Linked DNA regions of Mus musculus: regions 1 and 2 are each linked to region 3. A link is a contact called in public Hi-C data. All regions are on one chromosome and are shown on one strand. The core of a region is the stretch at or near the end of the contact, and the rest is flanking DNA. Distances in the headings are between cores, read along the strand shown.

Region 1 (3,910 bases), core at 946-3,445, 940 kb before region 3:
GCAAAGCATTTCGCATCTAGCTGGATTGGCAGGGTATTACAATGCCTGCCTTCTTTACAGCCATTCTTTAGGCACGAGTAGATAAATAAGTACGTTTCTCATTAAGATTGTTGTGGAAGACAAACTCCACTGCATGTTCCCAGTGTTAAGAAGCAGTTTATCTTGAATGTCAAGATAATTTTCCTTTGCCTTTGATCAGCTCAGGAAAAGACAGTTCTATGTTGGTGAATGTGAAGTCTGACCCTCTAGTTACTGGCTTGATAAAGACTCTTGGGAAATTAAAAAAATTTGTCTGAATAGTGGTGGCACATACTGTTAATCCCAGCACTGGGGAGGGAGATGCAGGCAGACCTTATGAGCTTGAGGCTAGCCTAGTCTACAGAGTGAGTTCCAGGACAGCCAGAATTACACAGAGAAACCACCACCACCACCACCAACAACAACATATAAAATAGAAAATTCCTATTCAGAAATGTAAAGAGATGAGCTGGAAAGATGGCTGGCTCAGTGGTTAAGAACACTGACTGCTCTTTCAGAGGTCCTGAGTTCAATTCCCATCAAAGACATGGTGGCTTACAACCATCTGTAATGGGATCTGATGCCCTCTTCTGGTCTGTCTGAAGACAGCTAGAGAGTACTTGTATACATTAAAGAAGGGAAGGAAGGAAGGAAGGGAGGGAGGGAGGGAGGGAGGGAACAAGGGAGGGAGGAAGGAGGGAGGGAGGAAGGAAGGAAGGGAGGAATGTAAGGAGACATGACACTATTCATTTAGAACTGTGGGAAATTGACAACACCTAAGTAATAATATATTCATATATTCATATAGTAAACAGTAATGAAAACAGTGCAGAGCTACATGACTAGCATGGCTCCACCCCAAATGTAATATTTAGTAAGAAACAATCTATGGGGGCTGGCGAGATGGCTCAGTGGTTAAGAGCGCCGACTGCTCTTCCGAAGGTCCTGAGTTCAAATCCCAGCAACCACATGGTGGCTCACAACCATCTGTAACAAAATCTGATGCCCTCTTCTGGAGTGTCTGAAGACAGCTACAATGTATGTACATATAATAAATAAATAAATCTTTAAAAAAAAAGTTCAATGTTAAAAAAAAAAAAAGAAACAATCTATGGAAAGGTGTGCATACTTTCAGTGTATATAGATTATATTATTTAGAATACAGCAACAAGAACTTCGTTTTCTATAGTTTCAAAAGATTACGTGAGTGATGAACATTGGATTTTAAAGGACATGATAATTTATTTGTCACATTACATCAAGCTGTTTGATGGGTATTTGTATTTTATGGAAGTATTTGTACTTAGCATGCCTGAGATCTTTTCTTTTTTCCATATAATAGAGGTGAAATACAGATCAAAAATCAAAATTGCCCCAAACATTTTGACTGCAGAGCTGTCTCAATAGACACACTTGACCATCTGCACGTTTTGTATTCAATTATAATAAAACTTGAGTGATGATAAGAGAGGCAGTGGAGAACATGACTCAGTGGTACAGTTGTCAACCTCTATCACGTCACAGTGATTTCTAGTCCCTCCCAACCTGGCAGACGCTGGAGTCATGGGGGCATTAAAATCTGTGTGGTTTCTGTTCTTCCAGGAATTTTTAGTTCCTAAGTCAGAAAACTTAAATGTTTGGGGTTTTTCCCTGCATAATGGACAACCAGCTAGGAATCTTTCTCTCCTTAAGAACATTTCTCCCTCTGTGTGAGTGGCATGCCATTAGATTATCAGACATGATCTATGTGTGTTCTCAGATCGGCACCTGCTCAGTGAGCCAGCATTGGTGAGGTCGTCCTTACAATTGACCAGTGTTTGTTTTCTGTGATGGGGAGGGGTGAGGTGGGAGGTGACACACTGGGACAGACAGTCAGACACAGCACACGAAGCAGGTGGCGTGACGGTTGTTGGAAGGTGTTCACTGACCTGCGGCTGGGGACAGGGTTGGGTAGGAGCTTATACTTCTTCAGCTTCACACAGATGTCTCGGCTCTGACCTGGATGGCTTGGTGCCTTGACCTGAGTGGGCATGGCAAGGAGTGACGCAATCTGGAACCTCAGCACAGCAGGCAAGAGTTCAGGAGTTTCAGTAGGAGAATGTGTTACAGCAGTCTCAGGCTGGAAACATCTGAGAGGAAGAGGCCATAGTTGCTGGGTTTTGCACACACTGACCAATCATTAGGCAACACTCGTACTTGGATCAGAGGGAGGCTTTGTCATTGCAAGACTGACCCTTTAGGGGCAGGCTATGCCAGTTCCCCGTGCGTGTGGCATCGGTCCTTTACCTGGCAGTGTCTGTATCCTAGCATTCACTCAGGACTCCATCTCTCTACTCCTTACAGTCACTCAGGCTTCCTGGGTGCCTCACACTAACTGTTAATGGCTTTCATGTGTAATGCATGCTTTATCAAATGAGAACATAAAGTTAGCTGAATTGGACTCTTGCTAAATGAACTATTACAGTAAGTGTATTTTTTAAAAAGAATATTTTACTCTTGATAAATGTTAAAATGTATGCCTTATATACAATCATGTTTTAGTCATCTATATGAAAGTTATATTGTATATGTAGTAGCTTAATTTTTTGGTTTTTGTTTTGTTTTGTTTTGTTTTGTTGTTTTTTCGAGACAGGGTTTCTCTGTATAGCCCTGGCAGTCCTGGAACTCACTCTGTAGACCAGGCTGGCCTTGAACCCAGAAATCTGCCTGCCTCTGCTTCCCAAGTGCTGGGATTAAAGGTGTGCGCCACCACGTCCGGCTTAAAGGAAAACTTTTAACTGGGGTTAGCTTAGTCTGTTATTGTCATGGCAGGAAGCATGGTGGCACGCAGCAGGCATAGTGCTGGAGAGGGAGCTGAGAGTTCTCCATCCAGATCAGCAGGCAGCACGGAGAGAGAGTGACACTGGGCCTGGCTCGAGCATCTGAGATCCCCAAAACCACCCCCAGTGGCAGACTTCCTCCAAGGCCACACCTCCCAATAGTGCCTCTCCTTGGTGACAAAGCATTCAATCTATGAGCCTGTGTGGGCCATCCTATTTAAACCACCACACCTAGGATATTGTTGATTTGAACTGGGATACATGAGTCAGGAATGCTTGGGAAATACAAAGCTTTGATTTTTCTCCTGCTGATAAAAGGAACAATAACAACAAATAGAGAAATAAGATTTATAGTAACATTGGACAAACAGCGGAAATACTGATTTTACTTCTTCTCAGAAAGAGATGCCTGTTGAAGTATAAATTGTCAGACCTAAATTAAGAACATTCCTTTATCTTTAGTGATTACCACTTTGTGCAGAGCCAATATAACACAAACTGACAGTTTCTTTAATGGTACTGGAAATAAATGTGTGAGGACCATTCAGTTCAGTAAATCACAGCTTTCTCTGACCAGCTTCCCCTTCTAAATCCCTTCAGTTGCCTCTGTCTAAAAAAAGGTTTTGGAATTGTACCCTTGAAAACAGAAACTCCTTGTGCTTCCAGATTACATATTAATGACTAATGGCATTTGCGCTGACATTCAGCAAGGACACCGAGTGCTGGCTCTTTTCCCTGGTTAGATATTTGGTCAGTCAGCCTGATCATCATCTGTAAATCAGGGCTTTAAAACAGCTATAAACCTTTAATGTCCTTCAGTCCGTATTGGCCTCAGGTAGTTTTCCAGTATTGAAAAAAAATGAATTAGCCTTTAAACTAAATTTAGTGTGTGTGGGTTTTTTTCTTTTTCTTTTCTTTTTTTTTTTTTTTTTTCCTTTAAACAGGGTCTCATTCTGTAGCCTAGGCTAGCCTTAGACTTGCACCTTCTTCTTCAACCTCCCAAGTGTTGGGATTATAGGTGTATAGCCCATACCAGGCTGTGGTGGTTTGACTATGCTTGGCCCATGGGAAGT
Region 2 (4,104 bases), core at 657-3,156, 850 kb before region 3:
TCTACTTTGTCAATGTGAGTTTATATTATTGATCGACTTGGTGCCATTGCTGCTGCAGTTGTGAAATTTCCCTGTATTTAGGCTAATGTGTTTCTTTGTGAACCCAGTTTTTAAGTTGATAGATATCCTTAAGTCCATGTCAGAAGCAAGCGTTTAAATAAATCTCTTGACTTAAAGTAGGAAGTTGGTGGGTTTCTGCAGGCATCAATCAAAATAAATTGATTTTGTTGGTTTAAGCTTGAAATGAGATGTGCACCGGATGTATAAACAGAAATAGATCACTTCTTTTGTTTTCTTGTTTTTACTTTGGAACGCTTTGTAACCCTCCTTTTCATGTGTTCCCTATCACATCTTAAGTGACACAGGTATGAGAGACTACCCAGTGGCAAGCAGAGTATGTGTCAGGTTACTTTGAATGTCTTGTCATATAAAGTTCTGAGTTCATAGTTTTTCCCTACTTGAGAAGTGTCTGTCCAGTTCATTTTCCCACTCAGTGATTGAATTGTTTGCTTTAAAAATTTGAGGTCTCACTGGTTGGCCTCGAATTCAGAGATCCACTTGCCTCTGCTTCCCGAGTGCTAGGGTTAAATGCCAGACAATTGTTGGTTTTTAAAATAGTTTCTAGTATTTCACTAATTTCATACATATATGTGATGTATCTTGATCCCAACCATCCCGAATTCTTCCTTTGCACACCTCCCCATATTTTGTAAGTTACGGCTTTTGGAATATTTTAAGACAAATGAGTCTGTCACAATCCAAGTTACCTAAGACTTGAGTGTCTTTCAAGCCTAAACACGCAGTAAGACATATATTTGTTTGTTTTGATACAGGCTCTCACAGTATTGCTCAGGCTGGCTCCAGACTCCAGTCCTCCCCTCCTGAATGATGTAAACTACAAGTATACGCTGGCTCAAACACATTTTGTAATTCAGTTACCGTGTAAAATACACAGCTGGAAGAAAAGTCTGAGAGAATGCCTTTAGTAAAGGTATAGTATGCCTTATTTTATGGTTGGTAGTTAAAACCCTAGAACGGTTTCACAACGTGGTTTGGGTCAAATGGAGTTGAGCCCTGTTCCCCTCTCGATGATTGAATGCAGAATCACAGGGCCCAAGAGATCAGACTCGGAGTGGATACTGCATTTTCCCACCTCCCAGAGTTTGGTGCTCTGTATCTCACCGTGTCCTTTTGTGAATTCTTCTGGAGGTTGCTTTAGTAGAGACTTACTGATGTAGCAAGCACTGTTGATTTGGCCTCACCATTATGTACGCTGGGAAATTACTGTTGAAGGTGGAGCAGAGTGGGAGATGGCAGAAATCTACGCAGTCAAATTCAGTTGTCAGGGCTGCTGATCTTGATGACAGATGAGGACGGTTGTGGGGGGCAGGGTGGGGGCAGGGGTTGGGGAGGACATGATACTCAGGTGTTGGCAGCGCCCAGATGTGTAATGGAATTAAAGTTTGTAGCTTTGGGGAGGAGAGAGTACAGCTGGAGCAGCTGTTTCACTAAATGGTGCTTGTTGGATGTGAGAAATCTTTTCTATTCCAAGCAGCAGGTTGTTGCTGTAGCCTGGGGTACCTACTTAGGCTGCAAGCCACATGTTCCCATTTAAAAAGGTTAAACTCACTTTACTAAGTCTTATTTAACTTATACCATTTGGGTAAGCGCTGCTACGTTTTTCACTACTTTTCTGGCTTGTTAAGAATTTGCGTGTATTTTACATTTAGCACATTCCCAGTTAGACAACTGGGTCTCCATGTGTAGCCGGTAGATACTCTATTAGATAGTTCTGTTATATATGAAAGCTGTACTCAGCAGTGCAGAGGTGTAAGCTGTGGCACTATTCAGCTTAGCTCAGAGCTCCAGACTCTGCCAGAACTGGATGCTCTAAACAGATGCCAGGCTTCATCAGGAGAGGGCACTGGAGCTCTGTCACAGAAGCCTAGCTGTCTTAAGCAGGGGAGCTGCCCTCCAGGCTACTGTGGAACAGATCCAACTCTGCCACTGTGGGCCGGTGCTCTTCCTTATGGTGGAAACAGATTGGGATTTCCCACAGAAGCAGGAGTAGGGTTGAGCCTCCCCATCGTAGGTACCCAATTTTAACACAAAGCCTTTTCCTTGGCACACGGCCGCTACTTTGCTGCCTTTTAAAGCACCTGATATTTGGGTGTCTTTTTACGTCTTACTAACCAGCTTCTAGCTAATAATTACTTTATTAAAATTTTCCCACTTATGAGCCTCTCAGGGCCCTACCCATCCCTGAGAAACAACTGATGGACGCTGTTGAAGGGCGTTGTCTTCAGTTAATGTAGCCTTTGGATAGCTCCCACCCATGTTCATGTGAACAAACCTGGTTAAATTCAGTGGGGTCACAAAATGAAACAAAAGAAAAACTCAAGTATGGGAATGGGCCTTGTGACTCTCTCTCTCTCTCTCTCTCTCTCTCTCTCTCTCTCTCTCTCATACACACACACGCACACACACACACACACACAGCAGCCTAGGTTGCTGATGTTTGACTTTTTATGCAAAGGAACAGTATAGAGACACATCTGGAATTTGTACGTAAGGATGGGGTGAGAGTCATCAATACTTTATACATGAAATTGACAAAGAATAACTAATTACATTTTTCCCCCTGTTCAAATGGCATGATGTCTGTCTCCCACGATACCCTGCTGCAAAACTTCTAAAAACCAGATCCATGGTATGCATATGCTCCTAGCAAAAGGCACAGGGTGTTATTTGCTAGTTCTGTATATTAAAGCTTCCATTTGAAAAGTTCTGAGCTGGGCACGGTAGCTAAGGTATATAATCCCAGCATTTGGGCGGCTGAGGCAGGTAGATTACTATGCACTGGAAGCCGGCCGGGGCTACATAGTAAGTTTAGGGGCAGTCAGAGTGATAAGGTATCTCACAGGAAGAACAAGCAGGGTTACTCTGAATTGTGCTGATGATAGTGGAAATATGGTTCAGTTGCTTCAGATCTATTTCTCTCTCTCTCTCTCACCACCCCCCCCCCCCCACAGCAGTCTAGGTTGCTGATGAATTCTGTGTTTGACTTTTTATGCAAAGGTACAGCATAGAGACACATCTGGAATTTGTACGTAAGGATCAACATCGATGAAAGTTTAAATCTCACTCAGGACTCTAAGCCTGCTGGCCTCTCTACCTGCAGTGATGTAATGTCGCCAAAGTGAGGCATGCTGAAGGCATGCTAAAAGCATGCCTGCATGGACTTTGGAGCCAGATAAAGGTGTATTTGTCTTCTGGTTGTTTTTTTATTTGTTTGTTTTTTTAAGAATTAGGCCAGAGTTACTTATTTGTTCATGAGTTGGAACATAGCCAAAATTGTAAAAGAAAGAAAAAAAAAACAACAACAAACAAACTGAAGTCCTCTTTGTGTTTATTTGATTATGAGACAAAGTCTTGTTGCCTTGACTGTCACCCCAGCTTCTTGGGTTCTGGGATTACAGGCATTCATCACCGAGCCAGGTTACAGAAGGTCATTTTTGTAAATAGAGGAAAAGACTTTCCATGGAGGCAGCGATCCTTCTGGGACTCCTCACATCTAAGGAGTTCCTTTTGGTTTCAGCTCCAGGTATGTGACTGACATTCTACCAGCACCAACGCTACATACACTCACCAAAGAACAATTGTCAAAATCTCATTTTCAGATTATGTCGTTTCTCCAGACATTCTGAATTAAACCCACTGGAGCCTTCTGTTCCTGGGTGGCTGATTTGGAGCCATGTGCTCTCACCTTTGCCACATTTAGCTTTGAACTGTTATGAAACCAGCATTGGGTGCCAGGAACGTCTGGCACAGTCTAATCCGCAATAGCTTCTTTGAGTTGGTGAAGGACAAATGTTGGACTTCAGGCCAAGGGTAGTGAAGGTTGTTAGTCGTCAACTTATTACAACCTGGAATCCTCCCAGTGATGGTCTCAGTGAAGGCCTGTCTACATTTAGTTGGCCTATGGACACATTGTGGGTATCTTAAGTAAATGGCCTGGAAAGACTCAACCCACTGTGGGAGGCACCATCCACTACGCAGGAGATTCTGAATGGTGTAAGACCAGAGAAATTCACTGAGCTTGGA
Region 3 (3,999 bases), core at 1,050-3,549:
CTCAGTAACTCCAGTGTTCAGGAATAGTATTTTTTAAAATTGGGTGAGCCAGGTGTGATGGTGCATACCATTAATTCCAACACTTGGGAGAGAGAGGGAGGTGGATCTCTGATAGGTCACAGACAGCCTGGTTTATATAATGAGTATCAGGACAGCCAGAGCTACATAGTAGAAAAACCCTGTCTCAAGAAAGAAAATAACAGTAGTAAATAAAATAAAACTGGGTGGGATTTACACTCAGAGTCAGCTCTCAGACTACTTTCTTATCTTTCTTTGTCCCTCAGTTTCCCTATCTGAAATACGAACAGTAAAACAGCTCCCTGAGCATCTGATAAGAGTTGGGAGACAGTACCTGAGAGAAGAATGCTGGCACCTGTAACTAACACATCACTAGAGAAACTGTGCTGTTTAGGGAGCTGGGGAGGATGCCGTGATCAGCAGCAGACTAACATTTCACCTCATGGCACATCCTCTCCATTTCACTAGGAGACTGCTGTTCTGCTGTCATCCAGGCAGTAGAGGATTTAGATGTGTCTAAAGTTCTTCCTGTGGGGCGGCAGCACGGCGTCTTGAACAGCCTGGAGGTCGTGTTAAAGAACATCAGTCATCTCATCAGCACATACCTTCCCAAGATCCTGCAGATCCTACTGTGTATGACAGCAACTGTCTCCCACATCCTCGACCAGCGAGAGAAGGTGAGAGGTCGCAGTAAATGCTTGCCTCTGAGTGTTTGTCTTGGGAGTTGGGTTGGAGTCACTAATGTCTTTCCTTCTGTAACCCTAATGTTCAGACAGAACCCATGGTCTGTTTAGAAGTTAATGCTGAAGCCAGCACAGTGTCTTGAATAAATAAGGAGCGTGGTAAGCAGGACTGGTGAGTTAGCTGGCCGACTACTGAGAGGAGAATGTTACAGTTTTCTGTTGAACTGTATTCCATACCTGTTCTGATACAATAGGAATATGGCCCTGAGCTTACTCTGGAGAACGTGGAGAAGTGCGTATGCACATTATAATGCACTGAAGGCTTCTTGGAGTAGTTGGGATTTGAAGTAAAGATCCAGCCTCAGATTTTTGCCTCTGAGCCGTCTCTGTTGATTCATAATATATCCAGTGCCTTCCAAATGCAGTCTTAAGTAGAAGTGGTTGTCAAAGTCTTAAGCTGCTTTTTGGATAGACATAAACCAGCCTTGATGATGAATGGTTGACCAGAGCTGACCCCTGAGGTAGCACAGGTATGGTATGGTCTAAGAAGAGAGAAGCAGAGGTGTCTGGAGCGCAGTGAGCATTCAGTAAGTAAGGTTGGCGCTACAACATGGACCTACATGAGAGAGTGAACATACTGCCTGCTGGGGACTCTCGACACACCTTGAACAGGGGATTGATAAAGACACTGCTGTACGTCGGCTGTGGTTGGACATAGCAGTAAGATTCACTTGAGGCAGACGAAGGAGGACCATGAGTTCGAGGTTAGCCTGGGCTACATTTTTTTTTAAAAATTGCTGTTTTATCCAGGTGTGCTAGCCAACTCTCTGGAAGCAGAGGCAGGTGGATCTCTTGAGTTGGAGGCCAGCCTGGTCTATATATTAAGTTTCAGGAGAGCAAGGACTATATAGTACAACCCTGAGTCAAAAAGGGGGAAAAATGCCTTGGTTGCTTTGTGGGAAAGAGGCTTTGCTTAGAGAAGCCAAGGGTGACACCGAAAAGAGGTCATGGAAAATTGTGTTGTATGCAGATTTAAAAGAGAAGATGACACTTGCCACTTGTGCTTTAGAGCAAGCTGAAGTGTTGTGCACATGTTATGTCATGAAGGGTGTCAAGTTTCATAAAGATTCATCCTTTGGACTTTTGATTAACTTAGAAGTTACTCAGTAATGGGCCTGGCTCCCAAGCCAGTGTTTCGTAACTCAGAGGATCATTTTGTGCAATTTCATGGTTCATTAGTTAGTGAGGTGTTAAGCTTTTTCACGGATGTGGGGCTTCTTGCTCTTTTAAACAAGTCCAAGGAGTTCCTCTAAGAGGCATAGTAAGTCGCCCCATGGTGGTTTTGTCTGAGTGTGCGTTTGAGCTCAGTTATACACTTGCTTTTTATGGCTCTGATAGCCTCTGGGGTGTTGGCTGACGTGAAGTGTGTGTTGTTAAGGTTGTAAATGGTTTTGTGATGTTTGTACATTGAAGCAGTGACTCATACATAAATATACATAAAATCTACAACTGCCTATTTCCCAGCTTTCCTCTAGTTTGGTCAGCAATCATGGAGTAAACTGGACAGCTGGAACAATAGTTCTACAAATGGATAGGATGTGCCTGTCCTGGCCTGGGGAGAAGCAGGGATGGAGCAAAGTGGGGCACTATTTGAGGTCTTGTTTCCTAACACTGGTTTGTTGTTTGCTCCAGATGATTTTTTAAAGTTATCAGTTTTTTAAAAGTATCAGTGATCGTAGATTTTCTTTTCTACCAAACCTGATTCAAAGGACATCAGGTGTTCACAATGGAGTGGAAGCAGGTCAGAGTGGCTTGTAACTGTGTAACTTCCTGAGTCTGCCTGTTAGTCGGTGACTGGATCGGGGCAGACCGTGTGTGAGGTTTCACGATCCTTGTGCTTATGCAGCAGATTAAGAGTACCCTTGTTCATAGTCCCTTGAATTTAAAATGAGTTACTGTATGTTTAGATATCTGTTGATTAGTGTTGACTTTTCCTGGCAGGTACCTTCCTTTAGTTTTATTCATGGTGCCTTAGAAACAGACTTGACATTCTTTGGTGGTGGCACATGCCTTGAATCCCAGCACTGGGGAAGTAGAGGCAAATTGATCTTTGAGTTCGAGAACAGCCTGGTCTACAGAGTGAGTTCTAAGATTGCCAAGGCTACACAGAGAAATCCTGTCTCGAAAAACCAAAAGAAAAAAAAAAGTCATTAACTACGTAAGAGGATTTTCTTTGTTGCCCTAAGTTTTAGGATGATTCTTAGGTAAAGCTGTAGGTAAATAAGGTCATATATAAAAGTGCTGCCATTTAAATATTTAACAACCACAATATAGTGATCAGGTAGAAAGGTAGTCAGTTTGAGTTCTCTCTGAGGCTTTTGACATTATTTGTTTGGAAGGCATCACTCTGAGGCCCTTGCCTCTTCCTCTCTGGATCTAGACCTATTCATTCTTTAATAGTCTATTGGAAATTCTGCCTTTGCATAATGTCTGCCCTTCCCGGGTTTATAAAACTCTTCACATATTGAACTATACATAATTTTCAGTCCCTCATATAAGTATGGACTATGGGTATGATGCCATTGTTGGAGACTCAGTGAATAAATCCACTCTGAGGCTGCATTCTTGTGGTTTCACACCACACAGGAAAGGAGACGTGATGTCTGGTTAACACTTGCTGACTCTCCAGCCTCTGTGCCTGTACATGGGTACATCTGTTTGGTTGGTTGGTTGGTTGGTTGGTTGGTTTGGTTTGGTTTTTCAAGACAGGGTTTCTCTGTATAGCCCTGACTGTCCTGGAATTCACTTTGTAGACCAGGCTGGCCTTGAACTCAGAAATCCACCTTCTGCCTCCCCAAGTGCTGAGATTAAAGGCGTGTTTTTATTATTGTTTTGTGCATATGAGTGTTTTGGCTGTATATCTGTGCACTGTGTACATGCAGTGCCCTCAGAGGCCAGAAAAGGACATTGAATCCCCTAGAAGTGGAGTTAGAGTTGGATGTGGATGCTGGGAACTGAGCCTGTGTCCTGTGCAAGAGCAGCCAGTGTTATTAAATACCAATAGCATCTCCTCCAGGCTGGGTCTCTTTTCCTGCCACACAAACAAGAGTGCCTCTCTACAGAGATCAGGTGTGTGTGTGTGTGAGTGAGTGTGTGTGTGTGTGTGTGTGTGTGTGTGTGTGTGTGTATGTTATGTATGTATGTATGTTTCTGTGAGAGGTGTATATATGTGTGATGTTTATGTTTGAAAAATATCTTTGTTTACAGATTCAGTTGAGATTTATTAACCCACTGAAAA

What was found. A called contact is a pair of places that touch in the nucleus more often than the background predicts.
Region 1: a Hi-C map of liver shows a contact between it and region 3, with 4 times the contacts expected there. The contact joins two enhancer-like sites. A contact is called at or near these places in 3 of 39 promoter capture datasets (the C10 cell line, hippocampal neurons and liver), 1 of 484 Hi-C or Micro-C datasets (liver) and 1 of 115 datasets of contacts at active chromatin or transcription factors (bone marrow-derived macrophages).
Region 2: a Hi-C map of liver shows a contact between it and region 3, with 2.9 times the contacts expected there. The contact joins two enhancer-like sites. A contact is called at or near these places in 2 of 484 Hi-C or Micro-C datasets (liver and nephron progenitors).

The regions. Positions count from the first base shown.
Region 1 is chr10:89,720,631-89,724,540 of GRCm38.p6, reverse strand. All of the region lies in intron 8 of Actr6 (ARP6 actin-related protein 6), which reads left to right. Among named protein-coding and RNA genes, the nearest start is that of Actr6, 9.7 kb to the left of the region's middle. Within about 2 kb of position 2,195, at least 23 of the 459 cell types and tissues checked have an H3K27ac peak or open chromatin away from gene starts, as enhancers often do. A contact at or near this core is called in liver, where this site is marked.
Region 2 is chr10:89,633,058-89,637,161 of GRCm38.p6, reverse strand. No RefSeq gene overlaps it. Among named protein-coding and RNA genes, the nearest start is that of Slc17a8, 14 kb to the right of the region's middle. Within about 2 kb of position 1,906, at least 12 of the 459 cell types and tissues checked have an H3K27ac peak or open chromatin away from gene starts, as enhancers often do. A contact at or near this core is called in liver, where this site is marked.
Region 3 is chr10:88,782,686-88,786,684 of GRCm38.p6, reverse strand. Utp20 (UTP20 small subunit processome component) reads left to right here. Exons shown (of 62, transcript NM_175158.3): 27 at 487-695; 28 at 3,969-3,999. Among named protein-coding and RNA genes, the nearest start is that of Utp20, 42 kb to the left of the region's middle. Within about 2 kb of position 2,299, at least 25 of the 459 cell types and tissues checked have an H3K27ac peak or open chromatin away from gene starts, as enhancers often do. A contact at or near this core is called in liver, where this site is marked.